Regions from separate parts of the Mus musculus genome. Here region 2 is linked to region 1. Evidence: chromatin contacts called from public Hi-C data. All regions are on one chromosome and are shown on one strand. Each heading gives the region's core, a stretch centred on a gene start, on an enhancer-like site or on the middle of the called end of the contact. The rest is flanking DNA. Distances are from core to core; before and after follow the strand shown.

Region 1 (7,042 bases), core at 952-3,451:
CCTGCTGAGCCAACCACTGTCAGTCCCTTGCTGTCACCAGAGACCATTCCTGGAACTACTACCTGGGCTTCTGATCTAGCCTCAGCCCTCACTGAGAAGCATCCTTTAACCCTTAGCTTTCCAGGCCAGGTAACAGTGCAGAGAGTCCTTCCTCTACAGTCCCAGCCCCTCCCTGGGAGGACAGCATGCTTGCAGAGAGAATACCTCTTGAGACCCATCCCTACCACAATCTCTCCCCTCGCTCAGCCAGGTCACCATCTGGGCATGCCACTCAGCATCAGTCTCAATCATGCCAGCTCCACTTTGCCCTCACACCTACCTGGTTGAAGCCCTACTATGTGCTGAGTCCTCAAAAATCTCCCTGAATCCTTTCACTACGGGTAGAATGTGTATTATTCCTTCCTAGGGACAGTAGCTCCAGTGAAGCCATTTGTCCTGAGCCCTTTGTACTCAACACCAAAATGCCTTCAAAGGTGCCTCTGTGTCCACTCTGCCTCCCCGGAGGGCACCCTTAGTCCGTCTTTGCAGAGAGGAAAGCTGGGACTCAGAGGAGTGGCCAGGCTGGCTCAAGACCTCACTGTGATTGGGTGGTGGTCTTCACTGGACTTTGAAACCAGATCTTTGATGTCAAGGGTAATTTTCTATAATGCTGCTGAAAAGCAGTTCCCACTGCCAGTGTGGGTAGTGCTGCCTTTTGCTCAGGAACCTCTCCCCTCACCCCATCAGGAAAAAAAGGAAAAAGAAGAAGAAGAAGAAGAAGAAGAAGAAGAAGAAGAAGAAGAAGAAGAAGAAGAAGAAGAAGAAGAAGAAGAAGAAGAAGAAGAAGAAGAAGAAGGAGAAGAAGAAGAAGAAGAAGAAGAAGAAGAAGAAGAAGAAGAAGAAGAAGAAGAAGAAGAAGAGAGAGAGAGAGAAGAAGAAGAAAAGAAAAGAAAAGAAAAGAAAAGAAAAGAAAAGAAAAAAAGGGCAAGGCATGAACCGACCACCAGGTACTATCTTGGGGTCCCCTCCCCAAAGCTAACAGTTGTCAGGGCAGCTCAGAGTCTTGCCTGCCTCCCTACAATCTGGCCACCTTGCTTAGGAGAGAAGGGGCGTGCCGGCCAGCCTGGGCTCTGGTGGTCATCTGAGTGGGTAGGGACAGCCATTGCTCCTGGAGTCAGCCACATGGGGGTAGGACCTAGAACTCCCCAGCTCACTCAGCCCACATTTAGACACCTGTCAACTCAGAACTCACTTGGGAGCTGGGTTCCTCAGAGCAGGGACCCGGCTCATCCACCTGCAGGACCGACCCTCTTCCTCCCGTTCTGCTAGTGAAACCAGAACCAAGTTCAATCCCTTAGCTACTTCGGTTTCTCAAAGGGACAGTCAGGGGTCACCTGGTACCCACCTCTGATGGCACACACACCCATGTCTTCTGGGGTGGGAGCTGAGCCAGGTCCACCATCGCTACACACCTGCACACACATACGTGTGCTTTCACACAGGTCCATGGGTCAAAGCACACACCCCCTCACCCACAGTCACACAGCCTTGGCCATGGTGGAACACAGCGTGCAGAATGGGTCACCCTAGTGTGGAGCGGGATGCGGATGCCATCCAGCCATATGGACAGAGCCTCTCCCGTGCCCACACCCACAGGTGCCCACGCACCCTTCTTAGAAGCAGACACACACACACAGGGTCACCCTCATTCACCCTCGCGGGTCACCTTCATCGACCCACCCCCTCCTCCTCCAATGCCCCCAAGGCCCTGCAGGCAGCTTGGGATGGAGTGGGGGTGGGGAGAAGGCGACCCCAGCGGATACCGGACGCACACGCTTCCCGGCGGGGAGGGGACCCCATGAGACCGGGACACACCCAGCGCGGCACGCGCGACGAGGGGACACGCAAAGACACGCGGGGTACACGCTGGGGACCCTCTTGGGGCCCATCACTCACCCCCGCGGCGCGGCCGGCCAGCAGCAGCAGCAGCAGCGGTGGCAGCAACAGCCCGCGGGCCCCGGGCGCATGGGTGGCGGTGTCCACGCGCTGCCCCTGTGCGGTCCCGCGGCGCGGCGGCCCGGGCTTCATGGCGGCCTTTGTTCGCGGCGCGGGCTGCGCGGGACCTGCGCTCGGCTCCTCGGCCGCCGGCTCCGCCTCGCTCGTTCGTTCGCTCGCTCGCGGCTCCGCGCCCACAGCGGCCGCGCCCGCAGGAAGCGTCGCCGCCGCCGCCGCCACCGCCGCCGCCCCCCGCGCAGGCGGGGCGAGCAGGAGGGCGGGGCCGCGGCGACACCGGCACGCGACACCGCCCCCGGCCTCAGTTTCCCCCCGCGCAGGGGGGGGGGGGCGAGGGGCGTTGACGTCTGCCCCCCTACTGTGGATCCGCGAAGCACGCCGTGTGCGAGCCGCGGGAGAACCTGCTCTTCCAGACAGCACCCCGGGTCTCTCTGCTCCCAGTAGGGTGGTGTCAGAGGACCCCGACTCGGGGTTCCCCCTGGTCCTCCTGAGCTTCTCCTTGGCCTGTTTGTCTGAGAGACACAGGCCCCTAGCCACCCTGAGTTCAGGAAGCAGGGGCTTGGGTCAGCTACAGGCACGCATGGCGAACACCAGCACGCGTCTGCTGCTCACACGCTGGTGAAGTCTCCAGTTTCCCATTCACAGGGGCTCAGTTGCACTAAGGGGTCTCCGGGGAGGCTGGTAAGGGTAGGCGTTGGTTAGTTGGCATGTGAGCTGAGCAGGACACCCTTTGATGTCCCTGCAATCGGCACTATCCATTTGATGGCCATGTGTCCTTGGAAAGAAACCCAGAGCATGAAGCTCCGCACCATATAAGGCAGAGTGTGAGATGGGTTCCCCAGAGGGAGTGAGAGGCTGGGGCATCACAGGTATGCAAGGCTTGCCTAGCTAACCTCGGTAGACATCCTGGGGGGGGGGGGGCGTCCACTCTGTGGCTTACAGATCGCTGAGAACGAGCCAAGCCTGAGTAGTAGCTGCCTGTAACCCCAGTACTCATGACTTAGGAGGCTGAGGCAGAGGGATCTCAAAGCCTGGGCTACATACTGAGTCTCTGTATTTTCAAATATAAGAGGGGAGGGAGAGCTGGTGAGAGATACAGCATACTACTTAAAGATGTAAGTGACTAGTTCCCGGTACCCACACCAGGCTAGACACAACGCCCTGTGACTCCAGCTTCAGAGGATCTAATACCTTTAGCCTCCAAGGACACCTGCATTAATGTGCAGAGGTGTGACACGCATGCCCGCGTGTGCACACATACACACGAATAATAAAAATAAATCCTTTAAAAATGATAAAAATAAATGTTGACACTTTTTTTTTAAGGAAGATGGACTTTCAGGCTGACCTTGAACTTGTGATGTAGCTGAGTATGACCTTGAACATCTATTCCTACTACCTCCATCACATCCAATTTGTGCTGTGCTAAGAACCGAACCCAGAGCTTTGTGCAGAAGGGCATGTGCTCCACCAACTGAGCTACATCCCCAGGCCCTCACAAAGAGTCTTTTAAATCAATCCCATTCGATGCGTTTTGGCATTTGAAGCTAAGATGCCTTGAAGAATACAACATGAAAAGATTGACCTGCCTAGGAATCAGGAACTGGCTTTATCACTAGCATAGCCAGGAGCTGAGGGACTCTAGCTTTGGGTTAAGCAAGTGCTTGGGTTCAAATCCTGGTTCTGACAACCATGGGCTCTGGTACTTGTTTGTACAACTTCACCTCTCTGAGCCTATTCCCCAATGTCTGATGGAAATGAAGACCATATGGGCTTCACTTATTCATTCAACAAACATATTGAATGCCTTGTGTGTACCAGGTCAGGGGACAGGCTGGGAAGCTTTTGTGAGCTCTTCCTTTTCGTGTACTGGGAGTTCAATCAATGTGGTTGGGACTGGTTCTGAGGTGCTCTCAAAGGTTTAGCTGGGCCGGGCGGTGGTGGTGCACGCCTTTAATCCCACCACTTGGGAGGCAGAGGCAGGCAGATTTCTGAGTTCAAGGCCAGTCTGGTGTACAAAGTGAATTTCAGGACAGCTAGGGATATACCGAGAAACCCGTCTTGAAAAAAAAAAAAAAAAACAAACAAACAAACAAACAAACAAAAAGGTTTAGCTGGAATCAAGAAGGAGACCCAAGGAGTGGCATGTCAACTTGGTGCAAAGAAAACCTTGGGGCAGCTGGATCTGACTGATGGGCAAAGTACTGAGCTGCCCATGCTGGGAGGCAAGCAAGGCTGACAGTGTTGCTCAAAGGAGCCTACCAGGTTGCCAGGGAGCATGGCCCAGCCTTGCCTTCCTCATTCTGCAAACCCCCTTTACTGAGATCCCGGCAGGAAGCCTTGTGGGGAATCTTGGGCTAGGAGCGCCACCTGCTGCTTGTTATAGGTATAGTCACAGACTGGGTTGAGATGCACATTTAGTCCCTGGAACATCACAGGTCACCCTGCCTATACCACCGTGTGTGTCCTTATCACATCCCCAGAACACGAATGTCTCCTTCCCTGTGCTACCCTCATCCAAACAGACTCCAGAAACTGCCTTCATCCAGCCGCAGGTCACCGGGCAAAGACTTCTTGACTCCAAAGGCAGAAACAGTCCCGACCACGCCCACCCCAGTCCTTCTGTCTTTCCTGGAACTGGGAAAGTCCAGATTTTCAGTGGACAACTGCAGGGCTCTAGCCAGGCCGCCTGTCCTCCACCCTTCTCTCTGACAGGACACCAACCCATTTTTCAGAGCTGAAGAACTGGGCAGCTGTTAAGATGACACACGCTGGAGTCACCCGGGAAGAAGGAACTTCAGTTGAGAAAATGCTTCCATCAGCTTAGCCCATAGACAGATGGGGGAATTTACTTGATTAATGATTGAGAATGTGGAAGAGCCCAGTCCACTGTGAATGGTGTGATCCCTTTGCAGATGTATAAGAAAGCAGGCTGGAGGTAGAGAGATGGCTCAGTGATTAAGAGCACTGGCTGCTCTTCTAGAAGGCCTGGGTTCAATTCCCAGCACCCACAAGGCAACTCACAACTGCCTGTAACTCCAGTCCCTGTGGGTCAGATGCCCTCTTCTGGCCTCCTTAGGCACAAATGCTGTGCACAAACATACAGGCAGGCATAACACTCTTACACATAGAAATAAATAGATAAATAAATAAATAAATAAATAAAATATTTAAGTCAGGTGGTAGTGACATGACTTTAATCCTGGCTAGTCAAAAGACAGAGGCAGTGGCAGACATACTCCTGATTTATTAAGGTCTGCCTGGTCTACAGAGTGAGTTCCAGGACAGGTAAGGCTACACAGAGAAACCTTGTCTCAAAAAAATAAAAAAGAAATAAGGAAGGAAGGAAGGAAGGAAGGAAGGAAGGAAGAAGGGGGAGGAAAGGAGGAAGAGAGAGAGAGAAAGGAAGGAAGGAGGAAGGGAGAGAGGGAGGGAGGGAGGGAGGGAGGGAGGGAGGGAGGGAGGGAGGGAGGGAAGAAAAGCAGGCTGAGCAAACCCTGGGGAACAAGTCTGTAAGTGTACATTCTCTCCTTCGGTTCCTGCCTCCAGGTTCCTGCCTTGAGCTCCTGCCCTGACTTCCCTCAGTGACTGAGGGTGACCTGGGAGCTGTAAGACAAAGTTAACCCTTTCCTCCCCACCTTGCTCTTGATCATTTTATCACAGCAGTAGAAAGCAAACTAAGAGTACACACACACACACACACACACACAAAACCCCCACCATCTTACCACCGAAGCCCAGCCAGGGGAACCTGGACCTTGGCCTCTGCTCTTACCCCCAGGATGTGTTGGGAAGTGTTTGGTGAGTGAATTAAAGAGTTACTGAGGGAGCCACAGTCTATGCCAAGGACATGCTCAGATACAGCCTAGCACGCAGCTGATCCCCACGGGCTGGCTGAGGCGTCTTTCCCCAGTCCTTTGTACCTCTGTGAAACTGTCTTCTAACTACTGGAGCCTCCACCCCCAGCAAAAAAAAAAAAAAGCTGGAGGGAATGTCACCAACACCTCACTCTGTCCAGTGCACCCCAGACTTGACTCAGGAGTGATTATCTCTCCATCTACCTCTCCCAAGGGTTTGGTCAAGCAGATGGGTCCTCAAAACCCCTGGGGAGTAGGAAAAGCTGAGATTACAGAGGGCATCTCATCACCATGCCCCCTAGCCAGTCACCCTCTCGCTCTCTTTGACTCCTCCCAGACCCAGTGCTGTGAGGACCAAGTGACTAATTCCTTGGAGAGAGCCCAGCCCACAGTGAGGGCCTTACCTGCTGGCTCTGAGGGCCCCCCACTCTTCAGTTGGAGAACCCCAGGGCTTAGAGGTCAGGAACTCGCTTCTGGCCTCACAGGTGGGAAGTGTGTGGGCCAGGATTTGAACCAGGAATCTTGACCCAGATCTTTAGAAATAAACAAGTTTACATTGTCTAGGTATGAGTATGTGAGGAGGGGACTTGGACGAAGGTGGCTTTGCAAGCCAGAAGAAGGCATCAGATCCTCTGGAGGTACAGGTAGCCATCAGATCTGATGTGACTGCAAAGACCCCAAATTCAGGTCCTCTAAAAGCATTGCAAGTTTGCTTAACTATTCAACCATCTCTGGCCTTAAAAAATAAATTAATTAATTAAAAGTAAAACTAAATAAATAGAGACGGTGTCACAATGTAACCCAGGCTAGGCTGAAATTCTTTCAGTAGGCCAGGCTGTCCTTGAGCTAACAGAGATCTGCCTGACTCTGCTTTTGAGTGCTGAGATCAAAGGCGTGCGTCACCATTGTGTAACCTCAGTACTGGATGGTCACCTTGGGACAGGGGGTCCTCACAAGCATCTCCTGCATTTTTTCAGCCCCTCCCCTCTCCTACTCAAACTTCTCTTTTACCCCAAGAGTCAGGACGGAGGTCAGCATCAAGATTTACTTCTGGGAAAGGCTTGGTGAAACAAGGCTGAGGAGTCAATGACCCCACACACACACACGTGTAGGAACTGAAACAGGATCCTAGGAGGACAGGGAGGAACCAGAATTATCTTTGCAGAACTTGGAGAGGCTCAGAGGTCATCCTT
Region 2 (6,695 bases), core at 1,138-3,637, 450 kb before region 1:
CCTTGGGAGAGCCACTGGGTCTCTCTGAGTGGTCTCTATGCTGGGGCCAAGTAGGAGCCAAATGCATGCACTTTTAGGAGAGGGAGGGCAGGAGAAAAAGTGGTGGGAGAGAGGAAGGGAGGGAGGGAGAGAGAGACAGAGGCAGAGAGACAGAGACTTGATTTCAGGTAACACAATACTCCATGTGGCAGGTGGGCTCAGTGACTTCACTGCAAACACTGCCCCTCAGTGACGCCCTGGCCTGAGTTGCAGGTACTGAGGAAAGCATCTGCCCTCAGGTCTCTTCAGACCTAGCTGGAAGGGTCAAGTGGCTCTAAAAGGCAGCTCAGAGCTACAAAGCTATTGGATCCCAGCATAAGGTCTATAGGGGGCTACAGTCTGGTCAAGTTGTCCTCTCTAGCCCTGTGGAATGTCACCCATGGGGTCAAGTGTATGACAGAGCCCAGGCAGAGCCCCTTCACAGTGCCAGCTCTTAGCCTAACGGCAGATCTGTCTGAGTTTTTGTCACCACCCTTTCCTGTCCCTACCCGAGTCTGAAGACCCAGAGGACCTCCCCTAGCCAGTGCCCTTCACTAGCTCTGCCCACCTCGTTCATTCCTCCTCCAGCTCAGCAAGGTCCTGTTGCCTCCCGCCTTCTTCATCACAATCGAGGCCCTAAGAGGCACAATGAAGCTTCACCAAACCTTTTAAGAACGATGTGTTTCCTGCTCACCCGTATTCTCACACTGGTATTCTGTATGCCAGCAATAGCAGGGTCAAGAGAAATGGAAGAAAAAGAGACATGAAACCAGGGTCTTCATTGAGATAAAGAGGGAGTGTTTGAGTGGAGTGTGAGTCTGTGGTGTTTCCTGTGGGCTGCTGACAGGGGAGAGGTTGACGAGCCTTTCTTATCTTTCTTGGAGCTTTCCATACAGAAGGATGCCAGCCCTGCTGCCACAGCCAGCAAGACGCACCCCTTCCTCATCAACTCAGTACAAGACACCTTTCCCATCAGCCAGGTGCAGCTCACCAGAGTAGGAGCCTACTGAAGTGTCCGTGGTCCGTCCCTACTGCATGGGAAGGAGTGTTGACGGGGTGGGGCAATGACAGTCCACTGAGATCCCAAGTCTCCAACTCTCCTCAGTTGTTGGAAACACCCTCTTCACAGCCAGAAATCCATGTGTAGGAGCTGAGCTACGTAGTAGTAGTAGAGATGGGGTGTGGCTCCATCGAGGTGGACATTTGACTCTCCCAATCATCCTGGGGTCCCAACACTGAACTGATGGCGACCTTTGTGGGGGTCATAGAAGAGAGAAGAGCTTTTCTTTCCCAGAATCCTATTCAACAGGAGACTCTCAGGCATGGCCCTACAGTCCTGGGCTGATGACTGGTGGCCAGCAGGGTTGATCCCTGAGTGGGCTGTAGTCTAATGACTTTATCAGGGCTGCAAGGGAAGTCCTGGTCCCCTCATTGCAGATGTGCCTCCAGCTTACCTGGGCCTCAAAACCTAGTGAGCAGGAGCCCCAGGCACTTCTGCTCCTTCCCATTCCCCACTCCTATCAAGGAGCCGTCCTCCCTTGTCCCTGAAGGCAGATCTGCCTGAGGCAGAGAGGGCTGCCCCAGAATACCTGGACAACCTTCTGGAGAATTCCAACCTAAAGGCTGCAGGTCTGAGCCCAGTGAACTGTGGCTGTCCCTCCCTCCTGGATGTCCTGTTCTTCCAGTTTGTCATTCAAACAACTGGGCTTCCTCAAGGGAGCCGGTGTTAGTGTCTTTGGCCCACAATGCACCTCTCTTTCTCAGGCTCCACATTTTTTTTTTATTCACTGTAGGACCCCACCCCACAGGATGCTGTAGCTCAACTTCAGAATAAGTCGTCTCTCCTTAATTAACCTCTCTGGAAATGCCCTCATAGATACGGGTGGAAGTGGGGTGGAGGTGTGACTCCTAAGCTAGCCAATTTGACAATGGGATAAACCATCTCAGGAGGATGGATACTCGGGTGCCTGCACAGGGCTCACATTCTCTTCTAGTCCATGACAGAGGCAGAGAAAATGGACCCAGAGTCAGGTGGAGAGAAGAAAGGAACTAAAAAAAAAAAAAAAAAAAAAAAAAAACCCTAGATGTGCACAAAGACTCAAAGTAATGGCTAGTAGCTCCACTGGCCCTCTGCTACAGGCTCCAGCACAGGGGCAGGAAAACAAAAGGGTTCGTTGGTTATCTGGAACGCCTGGGGCCTTAGGCTCCCAGGAGCTTCTAGTCCCCTACACTCCCTAAGCTAATGTATGGGCAGGAGGGAGGCAGGAGGCAGGAGGAGAGAAGCTGGACAAGCCAGGCCACCCCTGGGAGCAGGATGCTTATCTGGGCCCAAGAATAGAACTGCAGGGCGCACAGAAGCACAGGCAGGCAGTTCTCGCTCCCCAGCCTGTCAGCACTGGGGAGTGATCAGACTCTTAAACAGGCCTCATTATTTCTCCCAGGGCTGTGACGCCCTTTGGAAAAATGGATGTTTGCTGCCAGCTCGTCCCCTGAAGACACGTTTGTCACAGGCTATTGTGTAAATCCATGTTTGGCCCATTTTTAAAAAACTGCGATTTACCCAGTTGTCTAGTCTCCTCCAACCTCTAAAATGTGGCTGTTATTAGGAGCTCAGGAAGGAGCCAGAAAATGTCACTGGGAGGGAGGGAGGGAGGGCTGGGGGGAGGGCAGCTGCCTCTGGTCTTCTGCTGTGGAGAAAGCCTCCTGAACAGAGGACAGGAAGTGATGGTACCCGGGGGCAGAAAACAAGTCCAGAACATTCTAAGGAAAGAGTTTGGGATGCTGGAAGCATCTGCCTTCACCCTCATTCACTCCAAAGAGTCTCACTGAGCCCTGCTATGTGCAGACCTGGAGAAACAGCTAATGACAAATAGGTCTCAGTCACCAGGAGCCAGTGTGCTGGGCTGGGAGGAAGAAAGAGATAGATACCGGATGTAATCAAGGCCATCATGGGAGGAACGGTGTTAGGGAGGGAGCCATGCAGGGTGACATCATTAGGACTCTCCTGAGGCCGGCCGGCATGGACAGTGATCATTGTGTGCTGTAGGGACAGAGAGGGTTTCTCTGGGATGAAAACCAAGGACACCAGGAAGGAGCTGGTGAAATGGCTCATCAGGCAAAGGCACTTGCTATGCAAACCTGGCAACCTGAGTTTCATCTTTGGACCCCACCTTAAGGTGGAAGGAGAGAGCTGACTCTACAAGTCGTCCTCTGAGCACCACAGGACACGCTACAGCACTTGCCCCCACACCCAATTATGATAGTTTAATAGTGGATGAACTTGCCTTGGGGATGCTCAGGTCCAGGCTGTGAGCTTCAGGATGGGGCCAGAGGAGACACTGGCAGGAAGTAACATTTGAGCATCCCTCCAGGTAGACAGATAAGAGCTTTCTTTTTACATTAGCGCTGGACAGAAAGGCATAGACCCCAGTCAGTAGAAAACATCCTAGAACCATGAGTGTCCCATGCAAAAGGGAACACTGAGAGGTTGTCAGTATCCTGGGGTGCAGTGTATGACCGCCCTCAACTGGCCCTGAGCAGGGTGGGCTGTATCCTAAGGCAAGAGGACCTCAAGTCTTGCAGGTGTTTGGCCGGCCATGGACTATACCAGCTGTAATGGGCAAGCATGACCAGCACAGCATGCTCTGGATCCAGAGAGTGAAAGGTGAGACATTGGTTTGTCTGTCTTTGTCCTACCCTCCCCCATTCCCAGCAAATCAACAAAGCGAGAGCATCCATGTTTAAAATGCTAACCACAAACATAAACTTCTGACCATGCCCACTGGGTCCCGAGGATCTGAAGGCAGATTGGGGAAGACAAAGCTTCAGTAACTTAGGCTACCTCCCGTGGGGACCACACCCAAGGACAGGAAAGCTGCCCCACCCACCTCTGACAGCCTTCCCCCTCATCCTCGCCTAGCCTGGAAGTGCAGGCAACACCCAGACCTCCCCCACTTAACCACTCCAAACCTTACTGATCTCCTCCCTTGAAGGAGCAGTCCCTGAAGGCCAGCCCCACATAACCAGCCCAAACCAGGTCAACTTCCTCAGCCCTGTTTCAGATTAGCTCAGCCATCTCCCTAGGGAACCTAGCTTTCATTTGCTCCATTATTAAATCATCGGGACCTGGTGACTCCCAGCAGGCGGCTTCTGGAAAGGTTTTTGGGTCTGTCGGGCTCTTTGCCTGGTACAGAACTGGGCCATTGCCTAGGCTTCCTGAGAGCCAGGAAGGCCACAGTCAGTACCACACCACAGGGCTGGAGCCCTTTGGAATATAATTCCACTGCAGACAGTAGACACGTAACATACATTTAGAAGCTGCTTTTGGGGGCTGGTGAGATGGCTCAGTGGGTAAGAGCACCCGACTGCTCTTCCGAAGGTCCGAAGTTCAAATCCCAGCAACCACATGGTGGCTCACAACCACCTGTAATGAGATCTGATGCCCTCTTCTGGTGCGTCTGAAGACAGCTACAGTGTACTTACATATAATAAATAAATAAATAAATCTAAAAAAAAAAAAAAAGAAGCTGCTTTTGCTCAAAAGCAGACTCCCTGCTTATACCCATAAGGCACGGTTCAAAAGCCTGGCATCTCTGCCTTCATTTGTCTTTCTCCTTTGCTTTGGGTCAGACTCCTGCTTGACTCTATTCAGGCGAGTTAATCGTTCAAGGAGTGTCTGTCTACATGACCCCTTCAGGGCTGAGAGGACAGAGATAAATCATAGCCCTAAACTTGAAATCACCTTGGATTCTAGGAACAGCCAAGTCTCACAGGACAGATCACTCTCATAGCAGGGCAGTTATCCATGATGACAGGCCTGTACCCTAAAGCAGGAGAAACCATCTCCTGAAAAGTGACCAGCTGTCCCCTCAAGCTACAAGGGCTTCTTCATGCCACCTAGAAGGACCAGTACTTAGACAAGTTCAACCAGGCCACGTGTCGGGCAGGACTGAAGAATTCTGCATGTGTCTCTTGACCCAGCACGTCCTCCATTTAAGCCTAAAGCTCACTTGGTAGCTCAGGGATGGAGACAAGGTCCCAGGACCCCTTTGTGGTTGAAATCACCCCTACTTCTCACCACTGTTCCCTTTGGTTGGACTTGGGACACGTGGTTGAGCTCAGCCTTTGGAGGCTGTTCCACTCTTAGGCTTTGATCCTAAGACTCTGACCACAGTTTGACCCTCCTGTACCAGTTGCCTTGGACACAGGAGGAAACTGCTGCAGAAGGAATCCACGCGCTCTCCAAAGAACCTCAACCCCAGCCTGCCCCACTCTAGCCTGCACACTCCTTACTGTTCTTCCGCATCTGGAACAAACCAGGACCATCCTAGACTGTAGGACTCCAAGAATCTTCCGGCTGTGCCTGTTTGGGGATCGGGGTTCAGAAACCCTCAGCTTGTACCCTGACTCTGTCACTGCTCTGGAAAACCAGGGATAGTTCTTTAAGGTCACACACAGTCCAGTCATGGGGGTTAGAAGGGCAGCCATGTTTAACGCATGGAGGATGACGGACTACACCAAGCTGCCTTGAGTCACGCCTGCCACATGCAGTGATTTCCATGACGCAAACTACAAAGTGGGTTCTTGGTTGGATGGTGCCACAAGATAGAAAGAAACCGGGTTGGGTCTGAGTCAGGCCCTTAAGGCGGAAACCTCCGAAGGGCAATGGGCACGCGCTTCCCATCCTGCCAGACTGTTCTGTTACCTTCTTTCTGTTCTTTGACATTGCAGGCTGCTATATGGGGAACAGTTCCCTTGTAAGACATGGAGTTCTGGTTACATTGTCTGGCATCAGGCTGGCAAAAGGTAAGGTGCGCAAGAAAAGTCCTCAAGCCTGAAGCAGGCTGGCGCCTCACTTCTGCTCTCACGCTATTGGCTGGAGTATAGTCACCTGATCCCAACTGCTGCAGGGGTACCTGGGAAGTGTAGTTCTGATGTGTGTCCAGAAAAAAGCAGCAGAAACACAGCTGGCTGGACAGTTGATGCCACACCTGCACAGGTAGAATGACATCATAGAAACCCAGTGGGTTCACAGCAGAGCCCACCACAGAGACTATGTTCCTGTCCTTCTTCATGCTTGTTGCGCTAAAGCACAGCAAGATCGCATGGTGGTGAGTGGGACCACAGCCATGGTGTTCCCTGAGAAGGAGGCAGAAGGCTCAAGATGGTTCACACGCATCTGTGTCACCTAGACGAACAATGGATGTTGACTCAATGGGTTATTTGGTCTCTCCTTCCTGGGTTATTTGAACTCAGCAGGAAACTGACGATAGACGATCCCACAGATCACCAGATGTCAGATCTCTCCCATCTCACAGATGAGCATAAGGACATTCAGAGATGGAAAGGGGACCGTGAAGAGCCCCTGGTACTTAAGGTCGCACACAGTCTACCATGAGCAGATAGCTCCACTGAGTTCAACCCAAAATGGAAGACTCCCTTTACCAGCAGGGCTTCCCTGTCTCTCACCTTGCCCAGTGAGCCCCATCTCCCACATCCTCTGTTCGGGAAAAGTTGTCCTTGGTAGACCTACAAGTTCAACTTCTTCTTCCCAATAAGCACCCAACCAGCAAGTACCTGGAGTCCTGGAATGCCTCTCCAAACAAATGAAGCATTCAAGGTACCTTAAACTCTAGCCATTGATTTTACATTTACCTTGAAAACTCCTTCCCACTTTC

The links. A called contact is a pair of places that touch in the nucleus more often than the background predicts.
Region 2: a Hi-C map of cortical neurons shows a contact between it and region 1, with 2.6 times the contacts expected there. The contact joins the enhancer-like site here to the promoter of Sdc3 in region 1. A contact is called at or near these places in 1 of 39 promoter capture datasets (hippocampal neurons), 7 of 484 Hi-C or Micro-C datasets (cerebellum, cerebral cortex, cortical neurons and 2 more), 2 of 115 datasets of contacts at active chromatin or transcription factors (embryonic forebrain and embryonic stem cells) and 1 of 9 other capture datasets (embryonic stem cells).

What each region holds. Positions count from the first base shown.
Region 1 is chr4:130,787,696-130,794,737 of GRCm38.p6, reverse strand. Sdc3 (syndecan 3) reads right to left here and starts at 2,201. Exons shown (of 5, transcript NM_011520.3): 1 at 1,936-2,201. The coding sequence starts at 2,067. Gm12972 (a long non-coding RNA gene) reads right to left here. Exons shown (of 4, transcript XR_001784548.2): 4 at 6,735-7,042.
Region 2 is chr4:131,239,868-131,246,562 of GRCm38.p6, reverse strand. No RefSeq gene overlaps it. Among named protein-coding and RNA genes, the nearest start is that of Gm25261, 3.9 kb to the right of the region's middle. Within about 2 kb of position 2,387, at least 56 of the 459 cell types and tissues checked have an H3K27ac peak or open chromatin away from gene starts, as enhancers often do. A contact at or near this core is called in cerebellum, cerebral cortex, cortical neurons and 1 more, where this site is marked.